Linked DNA regions of Mus musculus: regions 2, 3 and 4 are each linked to region 1. The links are chromatin contacts, called in public HiChIP or PLAC-seq and promoter capture Hi-C maps. All regions are on one chromosome and are shown on one strand. Each heading gives the region's core, a stretch centred on a gene start, on an enhancer-like site or on the middle of the called end of the contact. The rest is flanking DNA. Distances are from core to core; before and after follow the strand shown.

The links. Promoter capture Hi-C pulls out the DNA fragments that hold promoters and counts their contacts. HiChIP or PLAC-seq counts read pairs in DNA pulled down with a chosen protein or histone mark.
Region 2: a contact with region 1 is called in a promoter capture Hi-C map of second pharyngeal arch cranial neural crest, with 2.6 times the contacts expected there. The contact joins the enhancer-like site here to the promoter of Cers6 in region 1. A contact is called at or near these places in 13 of 39 promoter capture datasets (the 3T3-L1 cell line, 3T3-L1-derived adipocytes, the HPC-7 cell line and 8 more), 9 of 484 Hi-C or Micro-C datasets (the 3T3-L1 cell line, the C2C12 cell line, CD4 T cells and 5 more), 18 of 115 datasets of contacts at active chromatin or transcription factors (the NIH/3T3 cell line, the SCID.adh cell line, SST interneurons and 13 more) and 4 of 9 other capture datasets (adipose tissue, liver, macrophages and 1 more).
Region 3: a promoter capture Hi-C map of liver shows a contact between it and region 1, with 5 times the contacts expected there. The contact joins the enhancer-like site here to the promoter of Cers6 in region 1. A contact is called at or near these places in 17 of 39 promoter capture datasets (the 3T3-L1 cell line, the HPC-7 cell line, cancer-associated fibroblasts and 11 more), 1 of 15 datasets of contacts at CTCF or cohesin (the NIH/3T3 cell line), 16 of 484 Hi-C or Micro-C datasets (CD4 single positive thymocytes, cerebral cortex, embryonic fibroblasts and 7 more), 27 of 115 datasets of contacts at active chromatin or transcription factors (the SCID.adh cell line, SST interneurons, acute myeloid leukemia and 19 more) and 3 of 9 other capture datasets (adipose tissue, embryonic stem cells and pancreatic islet).
Region 4: a contact with region 1 is called in an H3K4me3 HiChIP or PLAC-seq map of bone marrow-derived macrophages, with 6 times the contacts expected there. The contact joins the enhancer-like site here to the promoter of Cers6 in region 1. A contact is called at or near these places in 10 of 39 promoter capture datasets (the HPC-7 cell line, HPC-7-derived erythroid cells, cranial neural crest and 8 more), 1 of 15 datasets of contacts at CTCF or cohesin (the NIH/3T3 cell line), 3 of 484 Hi-C or Micro-C datasets (cerebellar granule neurons, cerebral cortex and liver), 23 of 115 datasets of contacts at active chromatin or transcription factors (CD8 T cells, the HPC-7 cell line, the SCID.adh cell line and 19 more) and 4 of 9 other capture datasets (adipose tissue, liver, macrophages and 1 more).

The regions. Positions count from the first base shown.
Region 1 is chr2:68,859,480-68,863,863 of GRCm38.p6, reverse strand. Cers6 (ceramide synthase 6) reads right to left here and starts at 2,423. Exons shown (of 10, transcript NM_172856.4): 1 at 2,059-2,423. The coding sequence starts at 2,228.
Region 2 is chr2:69,082,888-69,087,271 of GRCm38.p6, reverse strand. The region is part of intron 8 of Cers6 (ceramide synthase 6); the gene reads right to left. Among named protein-coding and RNA genes, the nearest start is that of Gm39840, 45 kb to the left of the region's middle. Within about 2 kb of position 2,346, at least 23 of the 459 cell types and tissues checked have an H3K27ac peak or open chromatin away from gene starts, as enhancers often do. A contact at or near this core is called in SST interneurons and second pharyngeal arch cranial neural crest, where this site is marked.
Region 3 is chr2:69,060,269-69,064,652 of GRCm38.p6, reverse strand. The region is part of intron 6 of Cers6 (ceramide synthase 6); the gene reads right to left. Among named protein-coding and RNA genes, the nearest start is that of Gm39840, 68 kb to the left of the region's middle. Within about 2 kb of position 2,597, at least 14 of the 459 cell types and tissues checked have an H3K27ac peak or open chromatin away from gene starts, as enhancers often do. A contact at or near this core is called in hepatocytes and liver, where this site is marked.
Region 4 is chr2:69,013,322-69,017,705 of GRCm38.p6, reverse strand. The region is part of intron 4 of Cers6 (ceramide synthase 6); the gene reads right to left. Among named protein-coding and RNA genes, the nearest start is that of Gm52515, 47 kb to the right of the region's middle. Within about 2 kb of position 2,390, at least 38 of the 459 cell types and tissues checked have an H3K27ac peak or open chromatin away from gene starts, as enhancers often do. A contact at or near this core is called in bone marrow-derived macrophages and cerebral cortex, where this site is marked.

The sequences.
Region 1 (4,384 bases), core at 1,174-3,673:
ATCTGTCAGGACCATAGAAGGAAGAAACAAAGTAGTTACCCTCCACAAAGTCAGCGGCATCCCGCACACGGGGAACAAAGAGTCATTACTCACTTCCTAGACAGTCCATTAAATGTCATCTACTCTCATCGATGGCCTCTCACACACACACACACACACACACACACACACACACACACACGGGTCGTCACTACTGGTAGTTGAAGACTGCTTGCTGATCCTTTTGTATAAATTCTTAAAGTCATTAGATTATGCTAGGAAGAAAAATATTTCTGAGAAAAAGAAAACTGAACCTTCAGTCTGATATTACATCAGTGGAATGTGTGCGCGCGTGTAAGACAAAGAAAGCCAAGCACAAACCAAGCTATCTTCAATATTTTCCAACCTACTGAAGAGCCCAGAAGCAGACCGAGAGAGAATTCTGAGGAAATGTAGCATTCACATATGGTTCATGAGCTGCCTTGATTTTTGTTCTACAAAATTGACAACTAGATATTTCCTTTAAAGTGGGTACCCAAAAGTGAATCCAGACAGATTTCATTGGGTGTCATCCAGCAACTATGTATGGAGCCCCCCCCCCCCAAACTGTGCCTGCACAGGCAACAGCCTGCTATTATCCCTAAAAGTCAGCTTGTCTTTGCAGAAATGGCAAGGTTAGACTCGAGTTCCTATTTTCTGTAGGTAAATACTTGCAGCCTTCAAACACACCAGCTTTGTCACAGTGAGACTAGGCGCTGGATCAATGACATATCCGCACTGGAATCCAATCCTTTTAAAATAGAGGCTGTCCCTTTGTGCGAGTCAATTTCAGCATGGCAACAGCTGACTTACTTCATAATCAACAACACTGCCCATTGAAAACTACACCTTCCTTAGCACAAAACATACTTTTTTAGTTCCCAGGAAGCTTAGCTGCTATTTCAGGCAACAAAAGACACAAAAGATACATTCTGACATTCTCAATAATGGATTTAGGCAAACCAACAGTAAACAAGATAGCAGCAGCCTGAGCAACAGCCAAGGTGAGCTGGAGGCAGGGAAGGGAGGTTAGAGTAGAAATGGATATTTGTGATCTAAGAAATCAGCCTTCGCTGATGAATGGAGGTGGGAGGAGGAAAGAGGAAGGCGATTTTTTTTTCAGTTAAAAGAAAGAAGTGTGCGGTGCTGATTTTGTTTCACGAGTAAGTGTTGAATGCACAGCAGGCAAGATCTAGTTCTGTGACTTAAGGCTGACTCAGTGAGAGTAGCACAAGTTTGTGTGCAGTTACAATGGCGAGATCTAACCAAATCGAGGACTCATACCAAAAATTATGAGACAATTCTTTTAACGTTTCAAGTGTCTTCCGGTACCAGCAAGACGCTTATGATTAGTCACGGGGTCCTACTATCGATTCAAATGACTATTTCGAGGGGCACCGGTCCTGTTCTGCCCTCTTTTAAAGAAACCAGTAGCGATCCGGAGTGCTGTCGTCACCTATTTCCCAGGACCCAGGGCCTAAAACTCCGTGTCACGGATGGAAGCCAGGGAGCAAGCTAAAGCCAAAGGTCCGAGCAAATTCTTCTGCAGCGCGGCCCGCGTGCGTGCAAGAGTGGAAGGGCTGGAAGTGTGTGCGCTCCTCCTCCCTCCGGGCCGCGCGTCCCCATCGTTCCAGGCTGTCAGGTGGGTGGCGGCGAGCCTCGGAGGAGAAGCCCAATCTGGAAGCGCCTAGTGCCGGCTCGGAGGGAGCCGGCCGAGCCCTCGGCGCAGCGGTTCCCCGCGGCCAGCCTCCGCTCACCTTTGTTCGCCGACCCTCTCTAGGAGGAGGAAGCCGGGAAAGGAGGAGCGCGGGCGGTGACCAAGCGCCCTGCCGCCCCTTCGTGGCGCCCCGGAGGAAATCCGCGGTCGAGTTGGACCCTCTCTAGCTCCCTAGAAGTCAGCCTGGCCGAGGGATCGGGACCCCACAGAGAACACAAAGGTTGGGAGGTGTGAGCCCAAGCGCGGGGGCGTGCGCCACGGAGCAGGCGAGTGTGCACGCGTGTGCGTGTGTGCGGGAGAGCAGGCACTTCGGCCCTTCTTACCTCTCGAAGATGAGCCGCACCATGAAGATGCAGAAGGCCAAGGGGAAGGCAAGGTAGAGGTCCTCCGCCTGCGGAAAGGTGGCTTCCTCCGTGTTCTTCAGGTCTGCCCAGGTGACATTGTGCGGAAGCCAAAACCGCTCGTTCCAGAACCAGGCTAAGATCCCTGCCATCTTGCTTTGTCCACTCCGGTGTCGCTGCTCCCGCGCTCCTCCGAGCTCTCTGCAGCTCAGGGCACTGGGGATGCGCGCTGGGTTGGCCGGGAGCCTTTGCCGCTGCCGCTCCGCCTGCCGCCGCCTCCTCTGTGGCCGCTGCACTCTCAGGCTCCGCGATCCGCTCCACTCCTCCCTCTGGCCGCGCTGGGAAAAGGGCCGCCTCGCCTGTCACGTGGCAGCCTGGCCGCACGCCCTGATTGGCTAGTGTTCCCGTCAAGCACCGAGGCACACGCGGCCGGCTCGCCCACGCCCTGGGAGCTGCGGGCCGCGCTCTGGCTCTGGACCCGCACCTGGAGCGCGTCCCGCACCTCTGTCCCAGCCCCAAGTTGGGTCGCACCTGGTTAGAACGCCAGCTCCTGCCCCACTGGAGTGTCTGCGCTCTTGTCCTCTTCCTGAGCGCAGGGAGGCGAAAAGGAGCCTGGCAGGGGCCGAGCTTCCAGAGAGAGCCCTGCGCTGAAAAAGAACCCCAGAAGAAGAAGTAGGGGGCGCAAAGGCGAAGGAGGAAGGAGTGGGAGGGGAAGGATCATCCTCTCCAGTGCTAAAAGAAAATCAGGAACTGGGGCTGGATGATTTGGCAAGAGACTTCTGCCTCCGACCCGCACCTCACCCCCCTCCTTGACCTTCCTGGCACGTTTTACACTACTGCTTCCCCTTGAGCTGGGTCCCCCAAGGAACAAGGCTCCTAATTTTGATTTATGAAGTAGCACAAGAAATTAGGCATTTATGATTGATTAATGAATTGCTTGATGATGGTGTCTAATGGTGATAGCAGCTAGTAACGGCAGCATTATGGGGAACTGCGCCAGTAACCTCTGAAAATACTGTGGGAACCACATTTTGACTTGGTAGATAATGGGGGCAGGAGTATTTATTCCTCCTCTCCCTGCCTTTAAACCAAACTCTCAAGGCCTCCTGATTCTCACCTCCTGTTCTTTATTGAACTTCCATTCATGCCTTCCCCACCCAATGAAGTCACTCAAGGTCAGCTGTGATTGCAAAGGTCAGTTCCTGCCTTAATTCAGGCTGTTTGTTTTGACATATGGCTCAATCAATGAAAATGCGTTCCTCATACTTGCAGAGGCAAAGTCCAAAGCCAAAGTTCTAGGCAATCTAAGGGGTGGCAAAGACACCCTTCCTGGACTCTTCCTGACAGGTGATTGTCTTCGCAGAGAATTTCTTGTTGCAGAGACAGAGAGACTGCACCCGTGTGTCATCTGACTAGGGCTCCAACCAAGGTTTCATCCTCATAAGTTAATTACATCCCAAGATTTCATTCTCATAAACTAATTACATCCCAAGGGCTTAGCCTCCAAATGCCAGTGCACTGAATTTGGGGAGAACACATTCAGTCCCTAGCAGTTCTCTTTGGATGGTCGATGACTACTCTCTCCTCCAGACCTGTCCTTCCTGTGGTCACGGCTCAGTCCAAAAGGAAGCAGCCACTTTCCTCTTGCTTGCATACTTCCTTTCTAACATCACAAATTCATCCAAGTCATTTTATAAACCATTACCTTACACCCTCCACTACCTGTTTGGCTACCAGCTGATCTAAACTGCCGTACCATTTCACATCTGAGCAGTCCCCATCACCACTCAAACCCCAGTTCTGCCTGTGTCCCATTACTGTCCTCTCTTGGCCATAGTGCTCAGGTTGAAATGTTTGTCCCACAATTCCAGTACTTAAACCTGCTTTAGCTCTGTTCTCCCCCAAGCAGAAGTCAAAGCCATTATGTCTTAAGACATTTGGTTCCTTATTATCTCTCTGATCTCGTGTGTTCTCTTCCCTCGGGGCTCCCTGCTCTTTACAAAACATACCTACCGTACCCACACAGTCTTTGTGTGTGTGTTTTCCTCTGTCCTTGAAACATCGTTCCTAAAATATCCTTTTTCTCTTCCCTTCATTTTACTCTGGATAGGGCCTTCCCTTTATCATTCAAGTTAATGTACAATTATTCCTCCCCAAAGCCATCACCACCATTAACACAACATACACCATTATTGGCACTTTGTCTCTAAAATGTAAGCCTCAAAAACTTTAAAAATATATATATACACATATATGTGTATGTATGTGTATATATACATGTATATGTGTATGTGTGTATATATGTGTG
Region 2 (4,384 bases), core at 1,097-3,596, 220 kb before region 1:
GAGAGAGGAGAGACAGAGACAGACAGACAGACAGACAGACAGACAGATAGACAGAGAGAGAGAGAGAGGGTTGGTACTTGGGGGAGATGAAGTGTCTTTCAGTAAGCCAATATTGAATTTCCCATTGTTGGCGCTCAGCCTGTCTCTTGGGAGGCACTTAATTGAATCAGTCTTGAAAGGTTTCCATTGTGTTTTTCCTCAAACCCTCTTATGGATTGCAGACACATTCACAGCGTGCACGGCTCTAGTGAAAGATGCTGGCATCCTATTCCTCAGTCTGGTCTCTGTCACAACTGTTCATGCCTCTGAAGAGGTTGGCATGCTTTCAGGTCAAGAGGAGGTTAAGACAGACAGGCACGTGAAGCGATGGCTCTTCACAAGAGATGGAACAAAAGTGCCAGGGAGAAACATGCTGTCTGGTCCTTAAGCTGCAGCAAAACCGTGAACGAATGCTGAACACAAGAACCAGAGCCACATGTCTCCCTGACAAGGAGCAGAGGCCAGGAGGCACAACAGAATTCTCCTACAGCTTCTGAGGGCAAGGGAACCTAGAGTAATGGGCACTGACAGGAAAGGGCAGGCACCAGGGGCACTGTCACCAGTATGTCTGACATCTTCCTTCTGGCTGTTCAGCACTGTCTTTACAGAAGTCTCATTTCAATCCAAGACCCCATGAGGAGATGTTAGCTATCAAGGGAAATTCTCAACGAAATGCTGCAACTGAATTATTCTTAAAATCTCCCATCCTAACTTAAGCAGTCTCTGGCTTTAGCCCTATTCTCTATCCCACCTCACATCCTGTCTAAAGCCTGTAGGTGTTTGATAGGGTCTGCACAAACCCAGAAGGCACAGTGCTATGTGGTACTCCAAGACTTGCCAGGTACTTCTATGTGTATTCTTACTTAATACACACCAGATCCCTTTGTGAGAAAGATGCTATTAACTTGCTTATCGTGGAGGTAACTGAAGTAGGGAGAAAGAGTTATGAGCTAGGTGTAAGGAATATATTAGCATCAGAATTAAGACATAAACACGACTTTTAATTCTTAGTATAACACTATTTCCTCATTAGCTCAATTAAGATACTTTAATAAAAAAAAAAACACCCTTAAGCTACAGGGAAATAGCTTTCAAATATCCTTGGCTAGTTTGTGTTCAATGCTTTAACCTAGCAACCTGTAGCAAAGACTCTCATACAATATATATTCTCTCTCTCTTACTCTCTCTCTCGCTCCCCCCCTCTCTCCCTACACACACACACACACACACACACACACACAGAGAGAGACGTGTGTGTGTGTGTGTGTGATAGTTTTAGTAACTGGACAATAATGCACATAAATATATTTATGTATCTTCTTTCATTTTGATTTTCTGTAAATTACATCCCTCCCATTCAGTTTCTTTACAGCGTTTTCAAGCATAGCTGGGTTTTGCTGACGCTCTTCCCATCCTCTTCCCTTCCAATGTCCATGGCCTTCCGCAGCCCCCTCTGCCCTTCCAGCCACCTGCTGCTACTTATGACTTGTTTTCTTGTCTGGATATGGGGTCAAGGCTTTCGCCTTTTGTCAGCTTTCCTTGCAATATGTTCTTCTCAAATGGCAAGTTCAACAAAACAGATTGGGTTGCTGTGAGTGAGGCCTTAAGGGCAGTTAGAAGTTGCCTGTGTGGGGTGGCTGCAGCTTTGTGATGTTGCCTTTGGTCTTTGTGACTCCTTCCACCTATGCTTCATTCAACACTGATGTTCTCTTATTACTGTTTCTGAAATAAGAACTTACTACGTAGCCCAGGATCGCTTGGAACTCACTATGTAGCTTAGGCTGGCCTCAAACTTGCGACGATCCTGCTGCCTCTGGTTTCTCAGTGCTGGAATTACAGGCGTGAGCCGCCCAGTGAGACAGTGGTTTTGTTAGATACTTGATTGTTTTGTTTTTACAAAACACCAAGCTCAGTGTTCAGTTTGCTTTGCTTTATTATATCATTTTTTTTCTTTCCTTTTGAGCTGTCAGCCTTGAAAAATATTTCTCAAGTGGTGTGGTGATAAAAATCTCAGCAGCACTTGATGCAGCACCCAGAAATGGCTTTAGTCGGAGCCTTACACTCTTGGAGCCTTGAAGTGGTCTATTTTCACAAACTGGAAGAAACAGAATTAGGGTGTCAGCCACCCCCTCCCATCCGGAGAGAACTGTTCTATAAAGACTTTTTAGGAGGTTGAAATGATATCTAAATCTACCATGCCTTTTGTTAAAAGCATTAGCTAACATTAAGTTGTACCAGCATGGATTCTTTTGAAAAAGTACAGCAGAGCTTCAAAGTCCAGTGCTGCCACAGTTATGGAAGACATCTTGGTCTTGGCAAGCAAACAGCACACATACATGGTAAGGATCTGCTTTATATAAGAAGGCATGCACCATAAGTGCTTCGTCTTGGAAGTAACTGATTCTTAATTTATCTTAATTTTATCTCATAGGGCCTACGTTTTATTTTACTTTTAAAGGACCACTCTGCCTTATGCTTAAGAAGCTGAAATTTCAGAGCCATTTGCTAGGATAGTAATTACACATAAGTGGGAGAACTTTTTGAAGTCAACAATAAATGTCTGATGCTGTGGAAATCGCAGCTTGACTCCCACACTCGTTCTGTAGCAGGAGGCATGCAATGAATTGGCCCTTTTGAATTCTTTCCCAAATGTGCTCCAGATGTGTATAGATAGATCACTAAATATAAACTTAATTGCTTTTTTTCTTTTCTGCCCCACTGCTAAGCAACTTTTATACCAAAGTGCTTCAGACAGGATCAGTCCTTTACGGCCGCTCCTTTTCAGAATACGATGAACTGGGTTTCTCTGAGAGAAAAGTGAAGGGTATTTAGAAGAGACCTAAGCAAATATGCTCACAAATACAGTCTGACTAATGCTGTTGCTGATGCTGACAGACGGGCTCTCACTGCCGCACTGATGTGTTTGTTACAGTCATGATGGAGTCATTAGCTTTTTTGTTTGTTTGTTTTGTTTTGATTTTGTTTTTTTGAGACAGGGTTTCTCTGTGTAGTCCTGGCTGTCCTGGAACTCACTTTGTAGACCAGGCTGGCCTCGAACTCAGAAATCCTCCTGCCTCTGCCTCCCAAGTGCTGGGATTAAAGGCGTGCGCCACCACCGCCCGGCTGAGTCATTAGCTTTTAAAGTAGCACAGGATACAAGCCACTTAGACCTACCGTCACGTCACAGCTTTCCATTTGGCATCCTCCAGTTGCAGCACCTGGGACATGCCCACTGTTTAAACTGGAGCATGGCCTTCCTGACTGCTGGCCACTGTCTTTCTTTGCTTTTATAGGCTGCCAACTTTTAAAACATGTAAGCTATGTGTATGGTCTCTCCTTCACTACTGACTGCTCCTGCTCCCCAAGTCCCCTGCTGTTATCACTTCATAAATATTTCTTACTAGAAGGTCACAATCCCTTCTAACTGCCAAACTGTAGTTCCTAGAAAATTCAGAGCTAGAAGGTATTAAGACCTCTTCCAATCCTTCCATTTATGCATGAAGAATACACATATGGTTTCAAAACCAGCAGTGACTACACTGATTTGCCTTTATTTCCCCTAAAGTAATCAAGCTTTCAATTTGACTGTATGACCGATAAGTATTTGATAGATCTCTATATGTATCAAGTATATATGTATCACATGGACCTGTCTGCATCACACAGAAACAAAACAACAGATTGCTTTATTTCAACTCACTGTGGGGTTTCGAAAAGTAGGTCAGAGATGGAAAAAAAATAACGGTCCCAGCTGTGAGGGGAGTTACATTTAGAATAAGGCAAACTTTCATTATCTCGGCCATACCTTTGACATATGGATTAAAAAAATGTTAAAAACAAAACAAGACAAAGAGATAGACACAAGACAGTTGTCTGATACAGGCAACCTCAATTCCAGAACCCTACACACAACACCGGATAGAGCTCAGCATACCTCATCAGGGGACTGCATGTGGGGAGAGATGAGACAATTATAGGGAGATCAGGTAGAAGGGAAGACAGTTGTAGGGGGATTAGGTAGAAGGCACAGCCTCAGAAGAGAGCATCACTGTTCCTTTCAGAATGTTCCTTCCTGTCTATCACCCTGAAAGGGGGAGATGAGCGTTATCATAGAAACACCCAAATCAAAATGCAGAGCAGGTGCAGAGCTCTTTGGGAAGATGAATCAGCACTGGGCACTGCACACAGTGCTGGGCAAACGGAGCAGACAAGATTCCTGCCTTGCTGGAATTTATTCCTAAGTGTCAAGGGGTTAAAAAAAAGAGCTAGTGGCTATCAGATACCACCAGGGCAATGCTTCAGACAGTCCTGTGGCTGTCACAGAGAGCACAGGACTTCTCGAAGT
Region 3 (4,384 bases), core at 1,348-3,847, 200 kb before region 1:
CTTTTTAGAAGAAAGAGAACAAAAGGTTTTCTCTATTAATTTCGAGATGAATAAATATAAATTGTTAAAGCACTTATGGAAGATTAGGGCCACTTCCCAATTAAATATCCTAATTTGTATCTGATAGAAATGTCAACAACAATGCCTGTCAGAATCACGAGGAACCTTCAAAAATAAAAGCCTTGTTTTTCAGATAAAATTTGCTTTGTGAAGATGAGCTTTGACTGTAAATCCCTTGTTCTAAAAAAAGAAAAAAAGTGTTTTCTTACTGCCGCTGCTCAGAGGCAGCCATAGCAGAGGGCTGGTTTCCATTATAGTCCTATCTATACGAACAGGAAAGGCGGAGATAATGGTCTTCTTTAACATTTGTGCTTTAGAAGGTCTTAGACACAGTCCAATCCCTCACAATCGCCTGTTACTCACATCCTGTCACCCAGCACGTATCTTTGAGTAGGCACTGAGTTTGATCCAAATAACTGTGCTTTTAAAAGCTGTCCATTTGGATTGTGTCTGCACAGGGAGGAGAGTTTCCATCCTCCCGTTCGTTACTGCTGGAAATGATAGTGTGCTTGCAGACACAATGGCTCACAGAATATTAGGCTTCAGGTTGACGATGTTTCCCAAACCGTCTTCCGCAGGAGAAATCATGTGAGAGCCTGGGCTCCATGGTTGGCCTTTGGGTTAGTGCTTGATTGCAAGCACCAGAAGCGCCCTGGCCTCAGCAGTGACCCAAACCACCTGTAATGTCATTTTGTCTCTTGACAGAATCGCTCGTCCTCAAGAGTTCCCTCTGTGTTCCTCGGCGTTTCCCACAGACCCCACCATCTTGTTAGTGGTTCCTCACATGTTATCAGAGACAAGAAAAAAAGGAACCAGATGTGGTTTTGACCCAAATTCCAGTAGAAAAACTCTGAAATAAAAGAATTCAAGGATAAGCCATCCATTATAATGGCAAAACTTAGTAAGACAGAGTCCCCCCACTGTTTTTTGTTTGTTTGTTTGGTTTGGTTTGGTTTGTTTGGTTTGGTTTGTTTTGGTTTTTCAAGACAGGGTTTCTCTGTATAGCCCTGGCTGTCCTGGAACTCACTCTGTAGACCAGGCTGGCCTCAAACTCAGAAATCCTCCTGTCTCTGCCTCCCAAGTGCTGGGATTAAAGGCATGTGCCACCATGCCTGGCTCGAGTCCCCCACTATTAAAAAACAAAACAAAACAAAACAAAACAAAACAAAACAAAACAAAACAAAACAAAATAAAACGAACCAGAACCTTTACTTCTCTAGGGGAATTTTATAAACAACAAAGTATTAGCACAACAAAGCCAAAGAGATAATCACTCACTAAGACATATGTGCCAGATTCTAGATAACACAGCTCCCTCCAAGTTTACTATGTTAGAGTCTTTGAAATGTTATCTTCTACCTTGTAAAGGGACCACAAATTCATCTCAATGTACCTGCCTTTATTAAGATAAAATTACATCATAAAAAGCTACACCATACACATATACTCCTTCTATGTGTAAGAAATTTTTCCTTAAATTTTTATTTGGAATGAACTGAATGAAAAAAGTATTATTGAGCTACCTCAAAAAAAAGGAGTAAGGCTTCTGAGATTCTAACTAGGGCTGGGACAAACATTCATAGACAGCGAAGATCGTAAATACTTCTAAAAATCAAGACAGTAGAAAAGACTTTGCTCAGATGCAAAGAAAATGTATGTTGTCTTGAATTTAATAAAGTTAATACATATAAATAATAACTTGTAATTTTGCTCAAAGAATAGCAATTAGGTACTTACGACCCATTTAACAGATTTCTAAGACTCCTAGAAACAGGACAACAGCAGAGTTTGCAATTGACATTGTATGATTTCTCTATCTCTGTTTCCCTCTCTTCCTCTTCCCTCTCCCCACTCTTCCGCCTCTTCCTTTCCTTCAAGGCTCATAAGTTATTCTACTTCAAAGCAGAGATAGAGAAACTGTCAGAATTGTGGTTATGAATAAAGTTTTATTAAAACCCTAACTGCACCCACTTGTTTCCTTTCTGTCTTACATGGCTTTCTTGCTCTGGTAGCACACTTGAAAAACTGCAACAGAAAGCACCTACAACTTTACAACACTACCTGGTCCTTACAGTAAAGTTTGATGACCCTTGTTTTAGAATCATGCCAAAGGGCATCATGTGAGAAACTCAGTTATGCAACGCAGCAGGTTTGTAGTCTCTGCCTTACTTGATTCTGGCAAAGGATATGTAAGAGGTTAATTTTCACAGCTCTTCTGAAGCAATCCAAACCAATTTAATACTGCTCATGAAATTCATATAAACCATAAGGAGCTCTGAAAGGCACCCTCATCAAAGGTCATGATCGATTATAACTACAACTTCTAGACAACTGAAAGGCCAGCAATGGCTTCTCCAGCTTCTAAAAGCAGGAGCGGTGTGTCCAGATTGGCCAGCATTTTCTCTGTTGCTAGAAGCACCATTATTTTATGGCTTCTGGAAAAAGATATAAATGAGGCAGGGAACTGCTGTGTAAGGGCTGTTCACCCGATCTTTCTCCTGTACAACATTTATGGTGCCCTTTCAAGATTGAGAACTCATAATCTTGTCCGCTGTGGATTAGTTAATATTTAATCTTTAATTGATTTTTTATTACATTAGAAAGGAGCACAATAAAATGTTATTTGTGCCAACAGAAACAGTATGATAGTGCTACCAATCACTTCTGGAGGGGGTAGTCAGAACATGGTGCTAGTTTGCAGTGTTCTGAGCCAGTCTTCAGTCTTCCACCTCTCTCCATCCAAGCAAGCTCTCAAACCCTCTGATTTCAAATGCCATCAGTGTGTTTATTCAAACACACATATGCCATTTTTCTCACAAGTTGTCTACATGCAACTACCTGGTCTTTATAATGGACTCTCTAGGTTCTGTTTAAATCACCCTTGACCTGGCCATATTAGTTTGCATGAATTTAAATGAGAAAAGGTCACTTCTGAGGTATTAAAAATATAGTTTATGTAAGTCTGAAGAACTCCATTAGTTCACAAATGAATCTCTCCATTTTCTGCAAAGGTCCCTATAAGAGCTCAACCACAAAGCCCATCTAACCTGAAAGCATCCAACACCATCAGTAGGGGGCAGACTGTGCTCAACTAAAATCAGAGCTACTTGATGGGACTCCAGCCAGCATCTTCATAGGTACTCCCAAAGTCTTGAGGCCCAATGACAATGAACAATCAGAGACTCAATTTTGTGCTTCACATAGAGGGTGGAGAATATCTTCTCCAGGCTAAACAGTTGGGGATGGTGCTGTAAGCTGTTGGGCAGAGTTCAGGGGAGCTCTTATAGTTAGCAACCATATCTTCTTCTTGTTCCTCTTCCTTCAGCCATCCCAGTACCTGCTCCTACACCTGAATTCTAGCTGTGGCATTTCCTCAAAGCTGGCGTAGAAAGTATGCATATTTCCTCTTTCTAAACCCCACATTTGCAATGAATACCTAGCAAACGCCTAAGTACCTTCTAATTTGACTACTAATTTTCATGTGCAGAAGCTCCGAAGCTGTGATGTCTTCCTGATGGCAGCTCCATAAAACAATATTCAGAGCTCTCTCTCTCTCTCTCTCTCTCTCTCTCTCTCTTTTTTTTTTTTTAGATGGGAGCTGAGGCACCTAGACATCAAGTTCTCCAAAGTCACATTGTGACAATGGGCTAGAGCCAGTTCCATGCAGTCTGGAGTTCAGGCTGGTGAATATCCTACTCCTAGCTTCTCAGGGACAAATATAAGGGGAAGGGTGACTGTAAAGAGGCAGAGGTGTTGGTTAGGAGAAACCATCAGGTGAGGGACAAACAGAACAAGGACTGTCCCTGGGAGATGACAAGGGCATTGTGAGAGCCAGGCTGCAAGGAGTGGCCTTGGGCCTGAGGCACAGTGCTTCCAGGGAGATCAAAGCCCCAAGCATGGCTTGTTGGTATTTATAAGGATAGGGGCTGAATGGGGTCATTAGTCCAGGATAGTTAGAACTACAATGACCCAGAGTGGAGATTTTTCTGGCTCTCTAGAATGACTTGAGAGGAATTCCCCCAGAAGACCAAATAACAACTTCCAATTGAAGAGAATATCATAAGGAACAGAAGATTCTCCCACACCCAGGGAGGCAGACATCTAGCTGAGGCCCAAGACTTAGGATATACAGTCCCAGGTATGGGTCCTTGGGCAATACAGCAGCACATAAGTTCTTGTCACCCTCCTGTACCTATGCAGATCAATCTTTCCAGTGGCCAGACATCTGAATCAAAGACCGAAAGATAACTTCATCTTTAAAAATGCATGTAGAGCTGCTTCCCCACCTGGGTGAGATCAGGGACCCAATACCCTCTCACACACT
Region 4 (4,384 bases), core at 1,141-3,640, 150 kb before region 1:
GGATGGGAGGAGATCTACATGCAAATTATATATGTAAGCAACAAGATATCCTAAGATGCCCTACTGCAACAGGCCCTTGTCTTATGATATGCCTGATAACATGGGTATCAGTCACTTTCCCGAAAGATGAGTGCCTGGAAAGGGGTTGGGGTTAAATATATGTCCTCATATTAAAGTCATGTAGGGAATTCCTTCTTGCCTCAAATCATAAAATGAATATGAAACTGCCTCAACCGCTACAGAAGGGAGAGTTAATGTGAATATAATGACCACTTCGGACTAGAAACATACTTTTATGCCGTTCTGAATTTCGGTTGGTGATGACCCAGAGGAGGAGGAAGAAGAAGAAGAAGAGGAGGAGAAAGAGAAGGAAGAGGAGGAGGAAGAAGAAAACCTGCTACCTGTAGAAGACTCAAAGACTATGCATAAGTTTATGACTAAAACATGAAGCCATGACAAGTTGAACCCCCTACCTTAGGGGACCCAGAATTGCTATATATGATAGCAAATGTTACGATTTAATAAAAGTTACAACACATATTAAACACTTGCCCCAGAGAGGAAGTTCTCATTCACTTACATATAGGACACCCCACTTCCTTTTCTCTCACCATCCAATTTCCCAAAGCTCCCATGCAGTTATACCCTAATACCATCCCCACACAGTATTTTTCACAATTCTGGAATCTCAATAAAAAATTACTTCCATATTAAGTAGTGTGATATCAGTCTAAATGGTATTTAAGACAATGAATAATCATTACACACATACACCCATATATGCATATATATACACACACACATACTTTCACACATACACACACACTCACATATACATATACAAGTCTATTTGGCAACAAGAGAAAACCAATCATATTTAAAGCTGTAGCACTCCTGTGAGAGATTTTCAGAGTAACTGAAGACCCGACACTTGAGTATGATGTAACGGCCATCAGCACAGACCTAGGAGACTTGTAGGAGACTCATTCTAAAAGCAAATTCAGACAATGCAGCAGCCAGAGCAACCAGATCGCAACAGTAAGTATGAAGTGGGGAGCAGGGAGTTGTTCTCCATCTTGACCCAGGGTTTGAATTAATTCTCTTAGTGAAACTTCTGGCTGTAGATGGGCTTCAGGAGTTAGGCCACTGCACTTGAAGAACTGATATTTGCTGGTCATGCCAAAACCAAAGCAAGCTGTTGAGCCAACTGTCTGTATTGGGAGCAAGAGGAGGGTTGGGGAAGGTAACAGTGATTCGGGCCCAGAGAAGCAGAAATGGAGTGACAGGCACTTTATCCTCTGGACCTCTACCAGGAAAACGGGACACCCTTTGGCATTTGTGTCTACAAATTTCCCTTTCTCTCCGGAGATACGGAAAAGAAAGTGGGAAATGAGAATATACCGTCTCCCTCAAATGGTCTCTTTACTTTTCCTGCCCATTCTTCCAATGTCAGTTTCAACCCACGGGCAAGGCAGTATGTGGGACATTTGCTTCATTTTAAAAGCAAGTTCTAGAATGTTCAGTTTCCTACTTCTTTTTCCTATTCTCTAGCTTAGAAATGTGCTCAGTTCTCAATATGGATCGCATGAGTCCCACCATCTGCCACGTGGATAAAGAGCAGATCTGATGTGCCCTGATTACAGACTTTCAGCAACTCTGCCTGCAGTGCTGACAGTGTTAGTGGTGTGCATGGAAGCAGGCAACAAGTCCATGTGGATCGCTATGTCCTCTGCACAGCACGGGGTGGAGATAAGAGGAGAGACTCACAGCCATGAGGACTGGGAAAGATCAAAGGGGAGGAGTCCACTACAGTCCATACTTGTGATGGCCATCTGAGCATTCAAGGCATCAACCATCCTGGTTACTACAAGTCAAACAGGTTCGCTAAGTCTATGAGTGGGGGCAGTGGGGGATTGCAAACCTTTCCCATTAAAAGTAATATATGTTTTACACGTTCTAGACCCTAGTACAGTAAGAAAAGCTTTTCTTGGTTGAAAACATGAAAGTATTTCTGGAAACCCTAGGCACATACAATTTTAGTAGACACTAAGCATGTTTAAGTCTAAAAATGGTCCTTAAAAATAAAGTGCTCTCCCATCCTCCCACCACAACTGAAGGCAAAGAGGTATAATATCAGAGTAGGCTGGCACTGCAGGACTTGACGCAATACCAAGCCCTTCTTAGGGGAGGCTGTTTGACAGTGGTGAGGGCGGGTGAAGAATCACACAGCCTGGGGCTGGGTGCCATCCCTACCACCTGACGTTACTTAACCTCTCTGACATGGTTTTCCTTTCTAAATGGTGTAGCAACTCGAGCTTCTGCCCAGGGAGAAGATCACTGGACTGTCACAGTACAGATCTCAGCAGACATAGCTTACGACATGAGCTACCCACTTCCCCCTCCTTCCCCAAATCAGCCGCCTGCTTCTCCGAGGGATGCCACAGAACTAGAGTCCATTCAACAATTATTTCTAAGCGTAAGCTTTTTGAGAAAGCGTGTGACAGGGACTGGAGGCACAGCAGTCCACATGCATGAAGCCTGGGTTTAATGTCCGGCACCCAAAAATAGAAGGCTGTACCCTACCTCACTATTCACTACCTTCAGATGAAGTATAGGGGACCCTTGGACAAAAAACAGCTTCTTACCCCAGTGGGAAAAGATCCCAAGTGAAATAACAATACCCCCGTGTTTAAGCAACAAACAGGCATGCTCTGGAGGAAGTAGGAAAAAAAGTGGAAAGGAAGGAAAGAAGAAAAGAGAAGGGGAAGGAAGGGGGAAGGAGGAAGAAGGAAGGGGGAGGGGCAAGATCTTTAGATGCTTTATTTTGTTTTTTTTTTTGTTTTTTTTTGTTTTTTTTTTTTTTTTCGTGACAGGGTTTCTCTGTATAGCCCTGGCTGTCCTGGAACTCACTTTGTAGACCAGGCTGGCCTTGAACTCAGAAATCCTCCTGCCTCTGCCTCCCGAGTGCTGGGATTAAAGGCATGTGCCACCACCGCCCAGATTAGATGCTTTATTTGTTTGCTTATGTAAATAAGTACTTAGACTTTGCAGTGCTGAAGAGCAAAAGAACGGCACAACCTTGTACACACCAGGCAAGAGCTCGCCCATCGAGCTGGATGCCCAAGGTTGAGAAGTCTCTCTAAACTTCCACTTCTTCTCTTCTCTCCTTTCAGAAGTAGCTTCGTAAGCTGCCAAGAGCAGGCTTGTGTCCTCTCTTTTCTCTTTTCATGTTCAGCCTCTTCCATGCCAACTGTCCAAAACTGGCTTTCTGCCCACCATCCCTGAGTGTACCTAGCAAGATGAAGCTCATGTGGATGAAGTGGTTATCTCCAGAGCTGAGCCAAAAGCCAAAGACAGGCAAAAGCCACAGACGACAGCAGCTGCGGGGCCAACACGTCTTCCCATGCACCCAGGGTCTACTGCTGCAATTCCTTCCTTCCACCGTAACCAGGGCCCTTTCCCCGCTCAGGCTCAACTGTCTGTAACTTCTTCATTTTTCTCCTAAACCAAGGCTGAAGTCCTGGCTGATCCATCACGGACATGGGTGCTCGTCTAGCCCCGCCTTATTTTTCATTACATGAAGCCTCTTCTCATCCCATGACTCTACAAACAATCCTTCATTGTGGGGGTCTCCTTCATTGCTCCAAGTTTGGTCTACTCCTTAACTTCCATTTTGCTGAACTTCCTGTACAATGCACCCTTCTCCTCTCTCATCCAAGAGGTCCATCTGTACCATCACCGCAGTCCTCAATACCCAATGACAGTTATCAAATATACTTGGGAGCATATCATATTCTATTAGCCAACGTGTATGGAATATATGACATTTCAGTAGAAAAGTTTTATATCAGCTCTTAACAAAATTAAGATTACTGTAAAATATATTTTCCCACGGCAGTTCAAGGTAACAGAATAACGCAACCATGTATTGCAGACACCTGTACACTACCATCTGGAAATTCTTGTCAGTTTCAAACGAGAATGTTGGAATGTTCTCCATGGTGTTTTCCCCTTCATATCCCAGTGAAAATGGCCACACAATCAGCAGAGGCGAGCATGGGGCTTTCATATCACTGTAAACCCATTATCAGCTCCTGAAGATACACGGGCTAATGTCCAAGAACTTCCATGATGAACATATGAAGATAAAAGTCTTAATGACTGTTTTGCAGCATGGGGTTTTGTTATGCAGCCCAGGTTGACCCTGAACTCAGGAGCCTTCTGGATCGGTTTCTTAGTAGCATGTGCTTTGTCCAGCTCTCAAGGTTATACTGAGAACCAGCTTTAGAAAATTCAAATGTATGTCAAGAGGAAAACAAAGGAGGAAAAGAATAGCATTTCCAGTGTAATTTGAAAAATACCCATCAGCTCCAACATTTATGGG